2 separate regions of the Ovis aries genome follow, and region 2 is linked to region 1. The links are chromatin contacts, called in public Hi-C maps. All regions are on one chromosome and are shown on one strand. Each heading gives the region's core, a stretch centred on a gene start, on an enhancer-like site or on the middle of the called end of the contact. The rest is flanking DNA. Distances are from core to core; before and after follow the strand shown. Region 1 holds the start of YKT6 (YKT6 v-SNARE homolog). Region 2 has its middle 20 kb from the start of POLM.

Region 1 (4,556 bases), core at 1,623-4,122:
TTTGCATAACAGGAAACGGAGGAGGAGGGAAGAGAGAAGCCAGCAGAGGATCGTGGTCCTGGGAGCCCTCTCCATCACAAGGCAGCCCTCCTGTGGACAGAGCTCTAGGCCACCTGAAGTGGGGCAGCCAGGCCAGCACATGCTTACAAGGTGATGAGTCCTCTTACCTTGTTCTTTCACAGAAGCTCGGCTGCCTTTTGCTGAGCGTTCCACAATCAGCTGACTTGTGAAGGTCATGAATTCCTGAACGCTAAGAAACACAACACATATTACCTGTTCCTGTCACCTTGTCCCCAACACAATGCAAAGTGACCCCTGAGCTTATACACTAAGGAGACATTGCTTCCTGGTTTCACTCCTTCCCTCCCAACCTTAGGAAGAACTAATAAACACTCTGTCGATGATCATGAATACAGATAATTACACATCATCTCAACCATTCAAACCACATTTGCTTGCTACCGAGCAGACCCAAACAACCCACTTTCAGACTTCTGGGGAATCTTCTACAGGTTATAGTTAATTTAATGTTTTGGTCAGGGTATGATTTGGGACACAGCAGAGAAGCAGAGGCCAGCTCCTGTTTTCAAGGCTCCACTAACTCCCAAGAAGCGGGAAGAAACAAAATCTGTGATGGAGACACCTAAGTGGCAAAAACTGTTCAGCAGACGCACAGTCAGTTATGGCAGCTGCCACACACTGGACCCTGCAATGCGACAGGCATCCTCAGTGAATGCTGGCTCTAGCCTCAGGTCGCCTGGGGCTAATCCATGGTACGGGCCTGGGACACTGGATGGAATTGAGGGCAAGGGCTCAGCCAAGACAAGAAAATGGAAAATGGTTTGTACCACGGCTGAGGGAGAGGAGGAGGTTCATGGGCCCAAGAAAAAGATGTGGCCAGAATGGAAGAGTCACAGGTGACAACAGTCCAGCTGGAGGAACCAGAGTTAACAAGAAGCCTCTGACTGGAAATGTCATATAAAGGGCCGTCAGTGCAGGGTCCTGACTTGTGGAATCCACAGTTGGTTCCAGCAGATTCATACACTCCTGAGATCACACCAAGAGCCACGCAGCAGAGTGAGGACTCACCATGTCTGGAGTGGACTTCCCCGGCTGGGATCCCAGCTCCACCACTTACAAGATGTGTGACCTCTGGTAAGGGACTTACTGCACCACGCTTTGTCTACATATTGAGACGTGCTGTGATGACTAAATGAGCACTTAGCATGATGTCTGGTGCATAGTATTACTTGTTATTATTATCCTGAGAGAGTGACTAGGACCAGAAAAATCCCTTAGTGGAAAGTCTGAAAATAAGGAAGTCCTTGCAATAAAACTAAAAAGAGACAGAGCTTAAGAGTAGAAATATAATTAGACAAAGGAAGAACTGCATTCATTGTGACATTCTGCATACAAGAGCCAGAAAAGCTGGAAAACGTTCTGAAGGCCTGAGGTTCGCATTCTGGTAATCATGAGGTGGGCAGGACAGAAGACAGGAGGACTTATGAGAAAAACAGTGGGCTCAATTGGATTATGTGTTGTTTTAAGAGACACTTGTAGAGATTCCCCTACAGTACTGCAGTTGTGTTAATCATCTGAAACTGGTCTGGATACCGAAAACCAGTGAGATGAAAGTCCTAAAGTGAAATCTCTGAGGATCGTCAGTAAATGTGGGTAGGGGAAAGAGAAAGGAAAAGAATCAAGAGTTAACCAAGTTAGCACCCAAAGTTCCATCACAGAAAAGCAGCAATACAGAACAGAGACTAGAGGTCATGATAGAGAATGGTAAGTACCAAGAAGGACCCAAAAAGCAGCAGCAAATTTCAACAAAATAACAAGAGGAATTGTTTGAGATCCCGCCAGCAAGCCACTCTCATCAAGAACAAAACAACCCAATGAAGTAGTGAAAACAGAATCCAGATGCTACCAGACCTGGAGACTGGGTGACTACAGACACAGACTTTGCAGGGTCTTTCTCCTTTTGTGCCTGAGTCACCACCACCCCTCCCACGAACAGGCTGTTAAGTGTCTGTGGTACTTCTAACACACACTTGATTGCATTAAAGTGCCTCGCAGATGTTCAAAGGCTTGTAAGCCCTAAAACCTCCATGCTTCCTTCCAAATCTTCACTGTAGAACCCTTTTGTACCACTAGAGCCCAACCATTAAGAGCATACAATTTGGGTTGGAGTACTGGCTGGTTTGGTATCCATCTCCTGGGGCCTCAGTGACTTCCTCCATAATATGACAGTGTACCAGGAACTCTCACACCGAACTGTTGGAAAGCCCAGCCAGATAATACAAACGTGGCGCTTAAGGTGTGGCACGTGAGCTTCCTGGGTCAGAACCACTGAGTGGGAGTTGCTGGTTTAAAATACAGATTGCTGGAACTCAACTGGGCGTGAATCTAGGGGAATCTGTACTTTTTCAAAAGCCCCCGGTCATTTTTATAAGATAGAAAATTTGAAAAACCCTGATTACGGACTATATTCCAGAATGGGCTACAGGCCGAGGAAAAGACCACCGGCTCCAATGCGGGAGGCCAAGTCCCGGGCCTCGATCCCCGGGCGGTCTCCAACCCGGACCCCGGGCCTCCCCGTCCGGGCGCCGCCCTCCAGGGCCCGCTCACCTGGATCTCTGAAAAAAGCTGAAGGAGGACACATCGTATGCGGCCTTGAGCAGCACCGTCTTGGACTCGCCTTTATACAGGACGCTTAGGCTGTACAGCTTCATGGCGCCGGGCCCTTGGGCCGGCCACCCGCCTGGCCGCGGCACCGGTTCGCAGGGAGCAGCGCAGCGCCGCCCCTCGAGGCCGCCGCCGGCTGCTGACGGGTCGGCCACCGGCTTCCTTCTCCTGGCTCGGGGTCCACTTCCGGTTCCGGTCAGGGGCTGCCGCCCCAGGCCTAACGGAGTCTTTTCGTGCCCCGGATGCAGAAAACAGCAGCCGGAAACACGAACGAGGGGGTGGTGCAGGGTCCTGCGCGTGCGCGTGAGGGGCTGTTGGGGATCTTGTAGGCCCCCTTGCTGTCTCACTGCGAGTCCTTACCGTTCTCCCGCTGTCCTTATCCTTCCGAGGCCCTCTCCCTCCTTCCCTAGCCGTCCTGAGTCCTCCCAGCACCCCCCTGCTTCTTCCCGGCCCTTCTGAGTACTGTAGGAACACCTGTGTCCTGGGGGCCGTCCTTCCTGTGAGCAGTTAGACCCAGAGCCCCACCCACACGCCAGTACTTTGTAAACCCTACACCTGGGACTTTGATTTACGCGCGAACTGCCTTCTAGGAAAGTATTTTGTAAATCAGATCTCCTTTTTGAGTGAAAGGCAGGGACCTTTTCGAGGCTCCTGCCGGGAGGTGAAGGCTTGCCTCTCATTTTCAGTCAATTGAACCCTCTCTTGCCCTTCCCACTCCTGCGTCCTGCCTGCGTGGGAGTAAATTTCTGGACACAGGACCCGCTCAGCACGAGCCTGCGGGCTTCAAGTCTCCTGGGCCTGCCAACTACCTGTGAAATCAGCTGCCCAACCACTAATCTGGGAGCCAACTGCTAACCTCAGAGTAGCAGAGCCATTTCACTTAAAAAGGAGCAGAGATTCAGCTCCAAACTGAGGGAGCACTTGGCATACCATGACTTGGAAAACCTCATTTTGTTTGAAATGTTGGAATAATGCTTTTTCAGTGGGTGGGGGTGAATGAGGCTCAGTTCTCTGAGGTTTAGTTCAGTCGCTCAGTCGTGTCCGACTCTTCGCGACCCCATGAACTGCAGCACGCCAGGTCTCCCTGTCCATCACCAACTCCTGAAGTCCACCCAAAGCCATGTCCGTTGAGTCCGTGATGCCATCCAACCATCTCATCCTCTGTCGTCCCCTTCTCCTACCTTCAATCTTTCCCAGCATCAGGGTCTTTTCCAATGAGTCAGCTCTTCTCATGAGGTGGCCAAAGTATTGGAGTTTCAGCCTCAACATCAGTCCTTCTAATGAACACCCAAGACTGATCTCCTTTAGGATGGACTGGTTGGATTTCCTTGCAGTCCAAGGGACTCTCAAGAATCTTCTCCAACACCACAGTTCAAAAGCATCAATTCTTGGGCGCTCAGTTTTCTTCACAGTCCGACTCTCACATCCATACATGACCACTGGAAAACCATAGCCTTAACTAGACGGACCTTTGTTGGCAAAGTAATGTCTCTACTTTTTAATGCTGTCTAGGTTGGTCATAACTTTCCTTCCAAGTAGTAAGCGTCTTTTAATTTCATCACTGCAATCACCATCTGCAGTGATTTTGGAGCCCAGAAAAATAAAATCTGACACTGTTTCCACTGTTTCCCCGTCTATCTGCCATGAAGTGATGGGACTAGATGCCATGATCTTAGTTTTCTGAATGTTGAGCTTTAAGCCAACTTTTTCACTCTCCTCTTTCACTTTCATCAAGAGGCTCTTTAGTTTCTCTTTACTTTCTGCCATAAGGGTGGTGTCATCTGCATACCTGAGGTTGTTGATACTTCTCCTGGCAATCTTGATTCCAGCCTGTGCTTCCTCCAGCCCAGCATTTCTCATGATGTACTCTG
Region 2 (4,079 bases), core at 819-3,318, 120 kb after region 1:
TAATATATAAAATAGAGCGTTTATCCTCTGGATCCTCAGGCGGCTTAATTGTAAAGGGACAGGTTCTGATAAGTTCGAAGGAAAACGGAGTGGGAAAGGTTTTAGAAAAAAGGGGAAGTTCAGTGGGAGAATTCGTATTGGGGCACTGAGGGTCAGGAGCACGTGCCGGTGGCCTAGGAGAGAGGCAGGAAGATGGCCCTGGACCTGGGGCCTGGGCTCAAGGGCTGAGGCAGGGGATTCAGGATGGCCCTGGAGCTGGGGCCTGAGCACAAGGGGCTGAAGGAGGGGATTCAGGATGGCCCTGGAGCTGGGGCCTGGGCTCAGGGGCTGAGGCAGGGGATTCAGGATGGCCCTGGAGCTGGGGCCTGGGCTCAGGGGCTGAGGCAGGGGATTCAGGATGGCCCTGGAGCTGGGGCCTGGGCTCAAAAGGCTGAAGGAGGGGATTCAGGATGGCCCTGGAGCTGGGGCCTGGGCCCAGGGGCTGAGGGAGGGGATTCAGGATGGCCCTGGAGCTGGGGCCTGGGCCCAGGGGCTGAGGCAGGGGATTCAGGATGGCCCTGGAGCTGGGGCCTGGGCTCAGGGGCTGAGGCAGGGGATTCAGGATGGCCCTGGAGCTGGGGCCTGGGCTCAGGGGCTGAGGCAGGGGATTCAGGATGGCCCTGGAGCTGGGGCCTGGGCTCAGGGGCTGAGGGAGGGGATTCAGGATGGCCCTGGAGCTGGGGCCTGGGCTCAGGGGCTGAGGCAGGGGATTCAGGATGGCCCTGGAGCTGGGGCCTGGGCTCAGGGGCTGAGGCAGGGGATTCAGGATGGCCCTGGAGCTGGGGCCTGGGCTCAGGGGCTGAGGCAGGGGATTCAGGATGGCCCTGGAGCTGGGGCCTGGGCTCAGGGGCTGAGGGAGGGGATTCAGGATGGCCCTGGAGCTGGGGCCTGGGCTCAGGGGCTGAGGCAGGGGATTCAGGATGGCCCTGGAGCTGGGGCCTGGGCTCAGGGACTGAGGCAGGGGATTCAGGATGGCCCTGGAGCTGGGGCCTGGGCTCAGGGGCTGAGGGAGGGGATTCAGGATGGCCCTGGAGCTGGGACCTGGGCTCAGGGACTGAGGGAGGGGATTCAGGATGGCCCTGGAGCTGGGGCCTGGGCTCAGGGGCTGAGGCAGGGGATTCAGGATGGCCCTGGAGCTGGGGCCTGGGCTCAGGGGCTGAGGCAGGGGATTCAGGATGGCCCTGGAGCTGGGGCCTGGGCTCAGGGGCTGAGGCAGGGGATTCAGGATGGCCCTGGAGCTGGGACCTGGGCTCAGGGACTGAGGGAGGGGATTCAGGATGGCCCTGGAGCTGGGACCTGGGCTCAGGGGCTGAAGGAGGGGAGACAGGATGGCCCTGGAGCTGGGGCCTGGGCACAGAGGCTGAGGCAGAGGATTCAGGATGGCCCTGGAGCTGGGGCCTGGGCTCAGGGGCTGAGGGTGGGGATTCAGGATGGCCCTGGAGCTGCAACCTGAGGCTTTGTCAGCCACTCTAGCTTTGTAATCATTTGTTTGCCTCAGTCTTATTTTAGATCAATTTTAGGCTGCTGATAATGTTTGGAAGCCTCAAAATACCAATCAAATAGGCATTCCATTCAGTTTTGGAAATTTTAGGGCTCTGATAGTCCCATTCGGGTTTAAGAAAACTAAGTTTAGGGATTCCTAAAGTTCCGCATAATGGCCGTATGATGTTCTAGATTGCCTTAGGTTGATCTGTCGAGCTAGAAGTTCTTATGAGGAAGGGTTACAATTTTTAAGCACAAAATCAGCCAGTATCCTTATAGAAGGGTGCCCTCAAAATATTTAGATAAGTGGAATCCCATTTCTCAGAAGTTTTTTCTAGAGTAAGAGAATAATTTTTTAAAAGCCTCAACAGCTCAAGCAGCTTATAGCTTAAACAGTTTGCCTGAACAGTTCAGATGTCTCTAACAGCCTGAAGACCTAATACCCAGCCAGTTTTAAAAGAATAGGTTGGTGTTAGGGGAGCCAGGCCAAAGGCTTCTCAGCAGAGTTCCAATAGAACAACCTCTGTTCCAAAGGAATGGCCTGAAGGCTCAACTGGCACAATCCCAATGAAATAGCCTCTGTGCTCAAAGGAATGGGCTGAAGCCTAGCCAGTTCCAGTTGGAACAGTCTGACTTCAAAATCAGACTGAAGTTCCAAATGAGTACAGAACAAGGCCTTAAGCAGAAAGGACAAAACCTTGAAACAGATCCCAGGTAAAGCCTGAAGAGCTTCAAAATGCAAAGAGGGCGGAGGCTCAGATATAGGAGAAAGAAGTACCTTCAAATTCCAAGACCAATGAGAAAATCAGCAGCAATGGGCTCAGGTAGGCACATCACCCATTTACTTACCAGCTCATCAGAGGTCTTCTTTAGATCCTGTAAAAGCCACCAAAATGTTGACCTAAAACAGACTGCCAGTTACTTCTCCAGCAAAATTGGATTTATTTGAGATCAGCAGAGAATTGCAATTCAGGGTCTGCAACCACAGTGAGCTGCAGGCAAGTCCCCCTGTGAGAAAGGAAGGAGGCAGGAGAAGGGAAGTTGGCAGGGCTTTTAATTGGCTGAGTTGTTGCCAGGATTGAGAAGAATCTTCTTCCCAACAATCTACAACAATCTGCTATTGTAGAGTGTGAGAGCTCCCCCTTCTGACCTCCCAGCTCTATTTAACTGAAGTTTCTGTTATTAATTTTTTTTAACAAGAGCATCATAACTGAGTAAGACTGGGCCAGAGGCCTCAGGCTTTTCCCCTATAGAGTGGGGACCTGAATGGGGCTTTGTTTCTGGGGTTTTTATAGAGCCTGGATGGCAAGTGCTTTGCACAATGCCTGGTTGAGCTTCTCTAGCTTCCAGGTCTCTGACCTGAGGAGTGGAGACAGGTTTCTTGCCTACTAGGAGTCTGTGTTTGGTCTGGGGCACTAAAGGGTGTGCTAGGGCATCTGGAGAAAGGGCCCAGGGGTAGTGAAGTGGGAGGAAGAGAACTTTCAATGCAGAGGCATTGTCTCCTGCCCGAGATAAGCTCACATCTCCCGACCAGGCTCCCAGGCTTCCTGTTTCCACCCTTGCTCCTTTAAGGTCTGTCCTCAAAAGTCTTAAAAACAGGTCACATGGTGTCTTTTACTTCCAGAGCAAAGGCCTCTAACATTTCCCCACCTCTCAGTAAAGCCAAAGTCCTTACAGTGGCCCCTGGGGCTCTAGTATTTCTGTGTCCACCTGCACCCCCACTGGCCTTATCTCCTGCACTACCCCTCTCTCAAGTTCCACTGCCCTGTGAGGAGCCAGGTGCATTCCCGCACTCATTGCTTTCCCGTTTGAACTGTCCCAGACACCCACAAGGCCAGGGGGTGTTTCATCCTCTCACTGGGGGTGCTGGCCACATGGTGTCCTCTGTTTCTCAAACCCCCAGGTATGCTTCTTGCCTCAGGGCCTTTTCTCTTGCTGTACTATCCACCTGGAATTAGTCTTCCAAGTCAGAAGTTTATTGAGTAAGGACTTCTCTGGCCAGTCACCCTATAAAATGTATTTTTTAAATTAACATGCAGGAAAGTGGACTCTTTCAGTGTAGATTTTAACATGTGTTTAGACCCTTCACCTCAACCAAAATCAAGACATCCCCTATTCTGTCCCATTGTGATCATATGTGTCCCTGCTCATCTGGTTTTTCTGTGTCCCTATAGTTTTGCCTTCTCCAGAAGGTCATATAAATGGATCTGGACTATATATAACCTTTTGAGGCTAGCCTCTCTCACTCAACCGGAGAAGGCAATGGCACCCCACTCCAGTACTCTTGCCTGGAAAATCCCATGGACGGAGGAGCCTGGTAGGCTGCAGTCCATGGGGTCACTAAGAGTCGGACAAGACTGAGTGACTTCACTTTCATGCATTGGAGAAGGAAATGGCAACCCACTCCAGTGTTCTTGCCTGGAGAATCCCAGGAACGGGGGAGCCTGGTGGGCTGCCATCTATGGGGTTGCACAGAGTCGGACACGACTGAAGTGACTTAGCTTAGCTTAGCTCTCTCACTCAACATGTCTTTGAGACTCATCTAGGTTGCTGCTATT

The links. A called contact is a pair of places that touch in the nucleus more often than the background predicts.
Region 2: a Hi-C map of tail adipose tissue shows a contact between it and region 1, with 5 times the contacts expected there. The contact joins the enhancer-like site here to the promoter of YKT6 in region 1. A contact is called at or near these places in 8 of 16 Hi-C or Micro-C datasets (blood, hypothalamus, mesenteric adipose tissue and 3 more).

Annotation. Positions count from the first base shown.
Region 1 is chr4:78,776,618-78,781,173 of ARS-UI_Ramb_v3.0, forward strand. It overlaps YKT6 (YKT6 v-SNARE homolog), which reads right to left and starts at 2,873. Exons shown (of 7, transcript XM_004007985.6): 1 at 2,629-2,873; 2 at 168-250. The coding sequence starts at 2,732.
Region 2 is chr4:78,895,968-78,900,046 of ARS-UI_Ramb_v3.0, forward strand. No RefSeq gene overlaps it. Among named protein-coding and RNA genes, the nearest start is that of POLM, 20 kb to the left of the region's middle. Within about 2 kb of position 2,069, at least 13 of the 54 cell types and tissues checked have an H3K27ac peak or open chromatin away from gene starts, as enhancers often do. A contact at or near this core is called in tail adipose tissue, where this site is marked.